3 separate regions of the Sus scrofa genome follow, and regions 1 and 2 are each linked to region 3. The links are chromatin contacts, called in public promoter capture Hi-C maps. All regions are on one chromosome and are shown on one strand. The core of a region is the stretch at or near the end of the contact, and the rest is flanking DNA. Distances in the headings are between cores, read along the strand shown. Region 1 holds the start of ABCD1 (ATP-binding cassette sub-family D member 1). Region 2 holds the start of EMD (emerin). Region 3 holds the start of NAA10 (N-alpha-acetyltransferase 10).

The links. Promoter capture Hi-C pulls out the DNA fragments that hold promoters and counts their contacts.
Region 1: a contact with region 3 is called in a promoter capture Hi-C map of liver, with 7 times the contacts expected there. The contact joins the promoter of ABCD1 here to the promoter of NAA10 in region 3. A contact is called at or near these places in 3 of 5 promoter capture datasets (fetal liver, fetal skeletal muscle and liver) and 2 of 2 datasets of contacts at active chromatin or transcription factors (alveolar macrophages and skeletal muscle).
Region 2: a promoter capture Hi-C map of fetal liver shows a contact between it and region 3, with 2.4 times the contacts expected there. The contact joins the promoter of EMD here to the promoter of NAA10 in region 3. A contact is called at or near these places in 1 of 5 promoter capture datasets (fetal liver) and 1 of 2 datasets of contacts at active chromatin or transcription factors (alveolar macrophages).

What each region holds. Positions count from the first base shown.
Region 1 is chrX:124,483,816-124,486,515 of Sscrofa11.1, forward strand. It overlaps ABCD1 (ATP-binding cassette sub-family D member 1), which reads left to right and starts at 1,261. Exons shown (of 10, transcript XM_003135473.5): 1 at 1,261-2,642. The coding sequence starts at 1,743. It overlaps BCAP31 (B-cell receptor-associated protein 31), which reads right to left and starts at 1,108. Exons shown (of 7, transcript XR_002340558.1): 1 at 863-1,108.
Region 2 is chrX:124,884,028-124,886,727 of Sscrofa11.1, forward strand. It overlaps EMD (emerin), which reads right to left and starts at 1,402. Exons shown (of 3, transcript XM_021080757.1): 1 at 1,077-1,402; 2 at 1-952. The coding sequence starts at 645.
Region 3 is chrX:124,661,464-124,664,163 of Sscrofa11.1, forward strand. NAA10 (N-alpha-acetyltransferase 10) reads right to left here and starts at 1,281. Exons shown (of 8, transcript XM_013986517.2): 1 at 1,048-1,281; 2 at 481-579; 3 at 1-54. The coding sequence starts at 1,068. It overlaps RENBP (renin binding protein), which reads right to left. Exons shown (of 11, transcript NM_213900.1): 10 at 1,728-1,815; 11 at 1,494-1,640. The coding sequence ends at 1,567.

The DNA of each region.
Region 1 (2,700 bases), core at 11-2,510, 180 kb before region 3:
AGAAAGCACAGGAGAAACAGGCGGCGGCGTGAGAGCTGGGCCGACTGCAGCCCAGACCCCGCCTGGAAGCACCCCCGAGCTTTTAAAGCCCCGGCTCGGCCGCAGGACGCGCAGCCAGGGCTGCTCCGAGGCCCGGCAGTCCAGCGCGCTGAGCCAGCCAGGCCCCCCTTCTGGACGATTCCTTGCCCCCTTTCCCCGTGGAAGCCAGGAGCCTCCTTGCGCCAGTCCAAGTGGGAAGGCGCTTTGAGGAGAAGCTCGAGCAGACGGGCGGCAAGGCCCGCCGGGGGGAGCTCTGCGGCGAGGCGCCCCCGCCCCCGGGGAGCCCAGGAGGCCCTTCCGTCCGCAGCTCTCGCCACGGAGCCGACAGAAGCGGCAGCACCTTCCGGGGCGGGAGAGAGACCACCGCGCCGGCCTCCGAGGGGCGGAAGGTCTCCGGGCGCCTCAGAAAGGCCGCAAGAGCGACTCCTAGAGGACGCGAGCTGGGGCCAAAAGCGAGGGCAGCTCTCCACCAAGCATCTCACAGCCCCTGCCGGAGAAAGTTCTCGAAAAACTATCTCCTCAGAAACCACAGGGGCCTCCCCCGGCAGCCCCGGCGCCCAGCCGGCTCCGGACAACCCCCGACGGGGCCCCGAGCGGGCACGCCCTCCCGAGCCCCACCTCCGCGGCTCCTCCGGACGGCACTCGGCCGTCGCCCCCCGCCCCCGGCTCCACCCGCTGCCGCCCCGGCCCTGCCCCCGCACTCCTGGCTCAGCCCTCGGCCCCGCAGCCGAGGCCTCGCCGCGCGGCCCGCCGCTCGCCCTCGCAGAGAAGACGGGGGACCGCAGCGGCCCCGGAAGCCGACCGGGCGCGCAAGCCGCCTCACCGAGTTCTCCACAGCCACCACGCACGCCTCGTCGCCCCCAAACTCTCCCACCACCACGCCGGCCCCGCCCCTTCCCCCGCAGCCGGAACCGGAAGCGCCCTGCGGGTCCCGCCCCGCCCCCAAACGCCGCGAGGCGCCTTGGCCCCGCCCCCAAACGCCGCGAGGCGCCTGTGGCCCCGCCCACGGGCGCTTTCCGCCCCGCCCCCGAGCCTGGGCTCCGACGCCCAGGACTGGGGAAGAAGCGGCGCCTCGGGCGCGTCGGGAAACAGGGCGGGGCCTGGGCGGGAAGGCGCGGCGTTGCTTCTCTAGCCCGCGCGGTCGTCCCACGTCTCTGTGGTCCGGGGCGGGGGCGGGGCCCAGCCGTGGGGCGAGAACGGGGTGGGGCGCCCCGCGCCGGGGCTCCGCCTCCCGCCCCTCCTCGGCCTCCTCCCCTTCCCCCGGCTCGCCCCTGGGGAGGGGTGGGTGGGTAGGTGGGGATTCCGGACGGGTGGCGAAGTCGCAGTAGCCTCAGCCAGGCTGTGGAGCGGACGGACGCGTCTGGTGCCCCGGGGAGGGGCGCCACCGGGGGAGGAGGAGGAGGAGGTGGAGAGGAAGAGACGCCCTCTCTGCCTGAGACCTCTGGAGGCTCTGACCCCAGAGGCTAGGGGACTGCCAAATTCCTCCACCTCGGCTGTCTGAAGAGGCCGCGACCCTGGAGGGCCCTGAACCCACTGCACCAGGGGCCCCAGCACCACCCGGGTGGCCTAAAGCGACAGTCTCAGGGACCACTGCAAGCTTTCCTGTTGCCTAGACCACGAGCCCGGGGTCAGAGCCACCACCCTTCCAGCTACCTGCTTCCTCTGCTGCCTCAGGCATCAGCCCCTGCCCCAGCCCAGGTGACATGACGGTGCTGTCTACTCCCCGGCCCTCGCGGGTGACCACGCTGAAGCGCACAGCTGTGGTCCTGGCCCTCACGGCCTACGGAGCCCACAAAATCTACCCCCTGGTGCGGCAGTGCCTGGCTCCGGCCAGGGGCCCCCAGGGGCCGGTCCGGGAGTCGGCGCAGGAGGTCCCTGGGGCCACAGCGGCCAAGGCCGGCGTCAACCGGGTGTTCCTGCAGCGACTCTTGTGGCTTCTGCGGCTGCTCTTCCCCAGGATCCTGTGCCGGGAGACGGGGCTGCTGGCGCTGCACTCGGCCGCCTTGGTGAGCCGGACTTTCTTGTCGGTGTATGTGGCCCGCCTGGACGGCCGGCTGGCCCGCTGCATCGTGCGAAAGGACCCCCGGGCCTTTGGCTGGCAGCTCCTGCAGTGGCTCTTCATCGCACTCCCTGCCACCTTCGTCAACAGTGCCATCCGCTACCTGGAGGGCCAGCTGGCCCTGGCGTTCCGCAGCCGTCTGGTGGCCCATGCCTACAGCCTCTACTTCTCCCAGCAGACCTACTACCGTGTCAGCAACATGGACGGGCGCCTTCGCAACCCGGACCAGTCCCTGACGGAGGACGTGGTGGCCTTCGCTGCCTCCGTGGCCCACCTCTACTCCAACCTGACCAAGCCACTCCTGGACGTGGCTGTGACCGCCTACACCCTGCTTCGAGCAGCCCGCTCCCGCGGGGCCGGCACGGCCTGGCCCTCGGCCATCGCTGGCCTCGTGGTGTTCCTCACAGCCAACGTGCTCCGAGCCTTCTCACCCAAGTTTGGGGAGCTGGTGGCAGAGGAGGCGCGGCGGAAGGGGGAGCTGCGCTACATGCACTCGCGAGTGGTGGCCAACTCGGAGGAGATTGCCTTCTATGGGGGCCACGAGGTGGGGCCGGTCGGTCGGGGCACTGGAAAGCGCGTGGCTGGGGGTCCGAGGCGGGAAA
Region 2 (2,700 bases), core at 152-2,651, 220 kb after region 3:
TCGCTCAGTCAGTGACTGTCCTGGCTGCCTGCACCCCACTTTCTGCTGCAGGATTCTCCGAAAGAGCGCAAATCTACACCCCGGACCCGAGTGCAGGGCTGACAGACCCCCAAAGGAAAACCCTGACCAAGCAGGTGTCTGCTGACCCCACTTCTCCCTGGAGGCCGGGGAGCAAGCATTTGCACCCAGTGGCCCCCTCGATTTATCCAAACCCAGCCACGACCCCCTCATACCCAAGTCCAGGGTGCCGGAAAGCCAGCTCACCTGGTGGTGGAAGGTGTCAGCATCCGAGAGCGAAGCCGAGGGCTGGCGGAAGCCCTTGGATGTGCCCACAGACTCAGGCTCCCCGTAAGTCCTGGTGGTCAAGTAACTCTCCTCATAGTAGTCGTCATTATAGCCTTGGGAAGGGGGGGCAGCGGTAGCAGAGGGGGCAACGATGTCCCCCACCTGGCCGGATGGCCCTAACGTGAATCCCATGGGGGGGGGCTGTGACATGGTCTCTGCCCTCCAGAGCCACTGCAGGACGGTGGGGGCTGAGCTCTCAGGTTCTCCCTGCCACAGGAACGAAGGGGTCCGGGTGCCCACCCACCCCTGCCTTACCCTTGCTCTGGTAAAGTAAGGCGTCCTCTTTCTTGGGCAGATCATACATATCCGAGTCCACGGATGCAGAATCTAAGTCTGAACGGAGGAAGGGCCAGGACCATTTGCCCCCAGGCTCCCCTCCCCTTCCCGTTGGGCCCCTCCCCACCCGTCACACCCTCGTGCCCACTTCCTCCCCGTCGCCCAGGCGTCCAAATGCTGTTCCCGAGGGCGGCCAGGTGGAGCCCTGGGGCGGGGGCCTCACCCGAGAACCGATAGGAGAAAGAGGATGCGGAGGAGTTCGGGGGCGAGAGCCTCCGCCTCTGGGTCTCATACTCGAAGATTTTCTTTTCGTAGAGCTTGCGAGTGGAACCTGGCCAGACATAGGGCACGGGGCGGTCAGGGGCGCGGGCGGGGAGCCGGGGGCAGCGCGGGACGGGGTGCGGAAGGGGGCGCGGGGCGAAGCGCAGGAAGGGGGTCCCCCTGGCGCCGCGTACCCACGACAGGCCCGTGCGGGATGTTGTACTGGCGCAGCACGGCAGCCAGCTCGGCGTCCGACAGGACCGCGTAGTCGTCCATGGCGGGCAGCGGGCGGCGGAGGCCTGGGGGTGGCCCGGGCCTGTCGACACGGGCCGAGCTACGACTACCTCGGAGCGCGGCGGGGGCAGCGCGAGCGCCTCGGGAGCGGCCGCGCCCGCGTCACAGCCACGTCACGCTCGCGTAACAGCCGCGGTCTCTGCGGGCTGCGCGCGCTGCGCGGGGCGGGACTAGGCCGAGAGGAGCCGCCGGCGCCGACCGCTCGGGCCCTGGGAACGGGCGGGGCGGGGCGGGGCGGGGCTGCCGAACCCAGACGTCACGAAGGGCGGGATTGGCTGGAGGCTAAAGACGGGCGTCGCGTGCGCCTGCGCCGGAGCGCCGCAGACCGGTGGGACCGTGGGAGCGGGCGGGGCCGCGCGTCCCGGAGCGGGGCGGGGTCAGCGAGCCCAGAGACGTCACACGCTAGCGCCTTTGGATTAGACCCGCGAGGGGGCTGGGCCTGCGCGCGAAGGGACGGAGCTTAGACCCGCCCGGACGTAGGAGCGGGGCGGGGCCGGCGAGCCGAGACGTCACCCGCTGGGCTGTTCCCGTCGGAAGTGGAGTGGGGCGGGGCCTGTGCCAGTGGAACCGGCAGAAACCGGCCAGGACCTGGGAGAGGGGCGGGGCCGCGCGCTGGGCGGGGCGCGCCCTCCCTGAGTCACGTGGGCTCCCCTCGGTCCCCCGCAGCCCCTCGCAGCCCCCTCCTCCCCCGAGCTCCGGCGCGTGGGGTTCTCTGGCCGCGCCCCAGCCCGCCGCCCAGGCAGCGGCAGCCGCAGCGGCGGGAAGGAGCCCGATCTTAAAGGCGAGCCTTCGGAGAGCGCGGGGCCGGGCCGGGCGCTGCTGCCAGCGCTTCGCGCGCGTGCGCCACGCCCGGGACACCCCGCAGCCGCCCCGCAGACCCCTTGCCCCAGCCCGCCTTCCCGCTCTGCGCGGCCCTGGCCTGCGCACCTGCGCCTGCCGGTCCCCACCGCCTCCCTCCCTCCCCGCTCCACCCGGGAGGAAATGGGGCACTGGGCCAGGAGGCCACCGGCACTCCAGGAGCCTGCGGCCTTGGAAGGGGCCCGGGCGTGCCAGTGGGCACTGGCAGAGGGCGCCGTGCGATGCGTGCACGCGTGCGGAGACGACGAGTGCCCGCCTGACCCGCCGGCCGCCCACCCGGGGCAGTCGGGGTTGCCTGTCCTGTCGGGATGGCGCCCTTCTGGACCCCGAGGGACCTGCTCAGGGGTTCCGAGAAGCCTTGGCAGGCTCTGAGCACCTGGGCTTCGTGGCCGTGTTAGTGCCGAGGGGGCCCCCAGGACAGGGGAGCCAGGGGACTGCAGGGGGCAAAGCACGGAAGGCTGCCAAGCTCTGCCTAGGGGCCTGGACTGTCACTAGGGAGTTGGTGAGGGCCTTGGTCAATAAAGAGCTGTCCCATGGGGACGGGAAAGGCGGTGACAATCACGTTCTTTAAAAAGCCAGCTGAGGGAGTGTGGGCAAACTGAAGTGTCCGTCCAGAACCGACCTAGGAGCCTGGGGCGAGGAGGTGCTGTCCAGGTTCTCATAGAT
Region 3 (2,700 bases), core at 31-2,530:
GGCCAGGACGTACCCCACAATCTTCCCATTCTCATCCTCGGCGATGTAAGAGAGCTGGGTGACAGCAAAGAGAAGGCAGAAAACAAACGCCTGTCAGAGCCGGAGGCGCCCTTGGCGGACACCTGGCCCGACCGCCTGCCTCTTACCGTGTGTGTGACAGACGGCAGCCAAGCACAGGCGGGGAGCTCAGTGACAGTTCCTGAGCTCTGGCCCAAGTGGCTTGGTTTTCCCGCACCACACTGTGCCCTGGTCCCTAACCCAGAAGGGGTGGACAGGCACAGAGGGGATCCCTACCTTGGCCCTGTTCCTCCGCCCTCTTCAGGCACCTCTCCCCCCCCCCCCCACCCGCAGACACTCAGGGCCTGTTCACCCCTTCGCCCCGCTAGGGTCTTGACGACCTTGCCTGCCCCTCCCAAACTGACCCAGGCTGGAATTTCCTTGGTCTGGTTTCCGCCATCCCTAAATGCAAAAGCTGCCCACCTGGGGCCAGGAAAGGCCGTGGTAGAAGTAATATTTCATCTGGTAGTTCTCCGGCAGGCACAGGAGGTTGCAGTGCTGCATGTTCATCAGGTCCTCTGGCTGCGGGGGAGGAGGGCAGCGGAATGCGGTCAGGCCAGGGGCTGTGGTGACTAAGTAGGCCTCAGACCTGTTACAACTCTGCTGGCTGTCTACTCACCCCCCCACCCCACCGGGCTGGGCGGGCGCCGTGACTATCTGTCTCTGCACAGGCCTGGCTCACAGCCACTGCGCAAAAACTGACTGTTCCAGGAATGAACGTGAGCGCCAGGAAGCTCCCAGACACCATCCAGCTGCGCCCCGACGTCCCGGAAAGAACGGGTTTGCAAGCCCCGGCCCTGCGCCCCTGGCCTCCTATTCGCGTAGGTCCAGTCCCACCGGCTTAGTGGCCTTCACTGTGCCGCGCCGGTCGGCCGCTGGCGCGCAGAGCGACTGGCCCGGGGCTCGGCTGGGCCCCTGGGGAGCATGCGCACGCGGCCACCGGGCCCCGCTCCCACGCGGCGCGGACAGCCTCCGGCCCCGGCCCCTCACCCTCGCATTGCGGATGTTCATAACGGCGGCGGGGCTCGTGGCTCCCAGCGGGTCGTGAACGCGCAGTCAGCTGTCGCCGCGCTCCGGAGCGTCGCCGGAGCTGCCAGGGCACGGCTGGGACTGGAGCTGGGTCCGGGATCGCGGGGGCGGTGGCGGAAGGGGCGGTGCGCACCGGGCCCGGCCACCGGCCGGAAGTGCGCGCCGCGGGCCCGCCCTCTCGGCCGCTTGGCCAATGCGCAGGGTGGGCCAAGGGCGGGGCGGGGCCTCCCCGCGGGGCGTGACGAGGCGGGGTCTGGTCGGGCCAATGACCTGGCGGGCCCCGGGCCTTGTTGGCAGGGTGGGCGGGCCCAGCGCGCGGGGCGGGTCACTGTCCTGGTGAGCAGGTGCCCTCTGGCCAGCGCGGCGGTCTCTCCCTTCCCGAGACCCAGAGACTCTCGCACACGGGCTATGGTGCAGGCTCAGCTTTATTCTGCGCTTCGGCGGGCGGGGTCAGCGGGCGAGGACCGGGCGCCGTAGAGCCTAGGCGAGGCGGCTCAGCAGGGCGCTCAGCATCTCTTCGCACATGGCAAGGCACCGCGGCACGTGGAAGCAGCCTGCGCAGAGGCAGGACGGCGGGTTGGGAGGGCCAGGGGCAGCCGAGCGCTCCGAGCCCCTGAAGCCCTGCCGTATCTCCCACTCACCTTTAAAGGGACCCCCCTTGATAGTGAGGGCAACCTTCCCCTCTCGGTTCAGGTAGCCAAACCATTCCCCGTACTCGGGATCACGAAACTGCAACAAGGAGGAAGTGACAGGTGGTGCCTGCAGGAGCCGCCCCGACGCCACAGGCCCTGGGGAAGGGGCGTTCCCTGTCCCCACTAAACCGCTCCACAATCAGTGCTCCTAAGTGAGTCCCGGACAAAGGTGAATGCGAGGGCTTTTCCTTTTCCTTTTTTTGCAGGTGGGTGGGAGTCTGCACCTAGATAACACTGCTTGGGAAAGAGGCCACAGGCTGTGAGATGAAACCTTGCAAGTTGGAATAAGAAATTCTCTATCATGATTGCGCTGGTGGTGACAGATATACACATTGTCATGTCTCAGTGAACTAAATGCTTACAATGGATACGTTTTAGAGTATATAAATTGTACTTCAATAATAACTGATTTAAAAGAAGGAAACAGGAATTCCTTTCATGGCTCAGCGGTTTATGAACCCGAACCCAACTAGTAACCATGAGGATGCAGGTTCTATCCCTGGCCTTGCTCAGTGGGTTAATTGGCAGATGCGGCTCAGATCTCGCATTGCTGTGGCTGTGGTGTAGGCTGGCAGCTGTAGCTCTGATTCGATCCCTTGTCTGGGAACTTCCTTGGCCCTAAAATGCAAAAAAAAAAAAAAAAAAAAAAAAAAAAGAAGAAAAAGAAACAAAGAAAACATTGATGATGGAAGCGCCCAACCCTCGTGTAACTTTATAACAAGTTACTCCCTAGGAGGTCCTGGTTCCCTGCTCCTCCGAGGCCTAATCTTCAGGCCTGTCTTCCAGGGAGATGAGATGGTGGGCATGTAGCAATGACATCTGACTCCGGCCCTGCACACCACAGGTCTCAAACACACTCCCCCTCCCCTGGAGCCACCCGAAGCCTGCCCCTGCCCCACAGCTCTGTTGATGCCCTGGGACT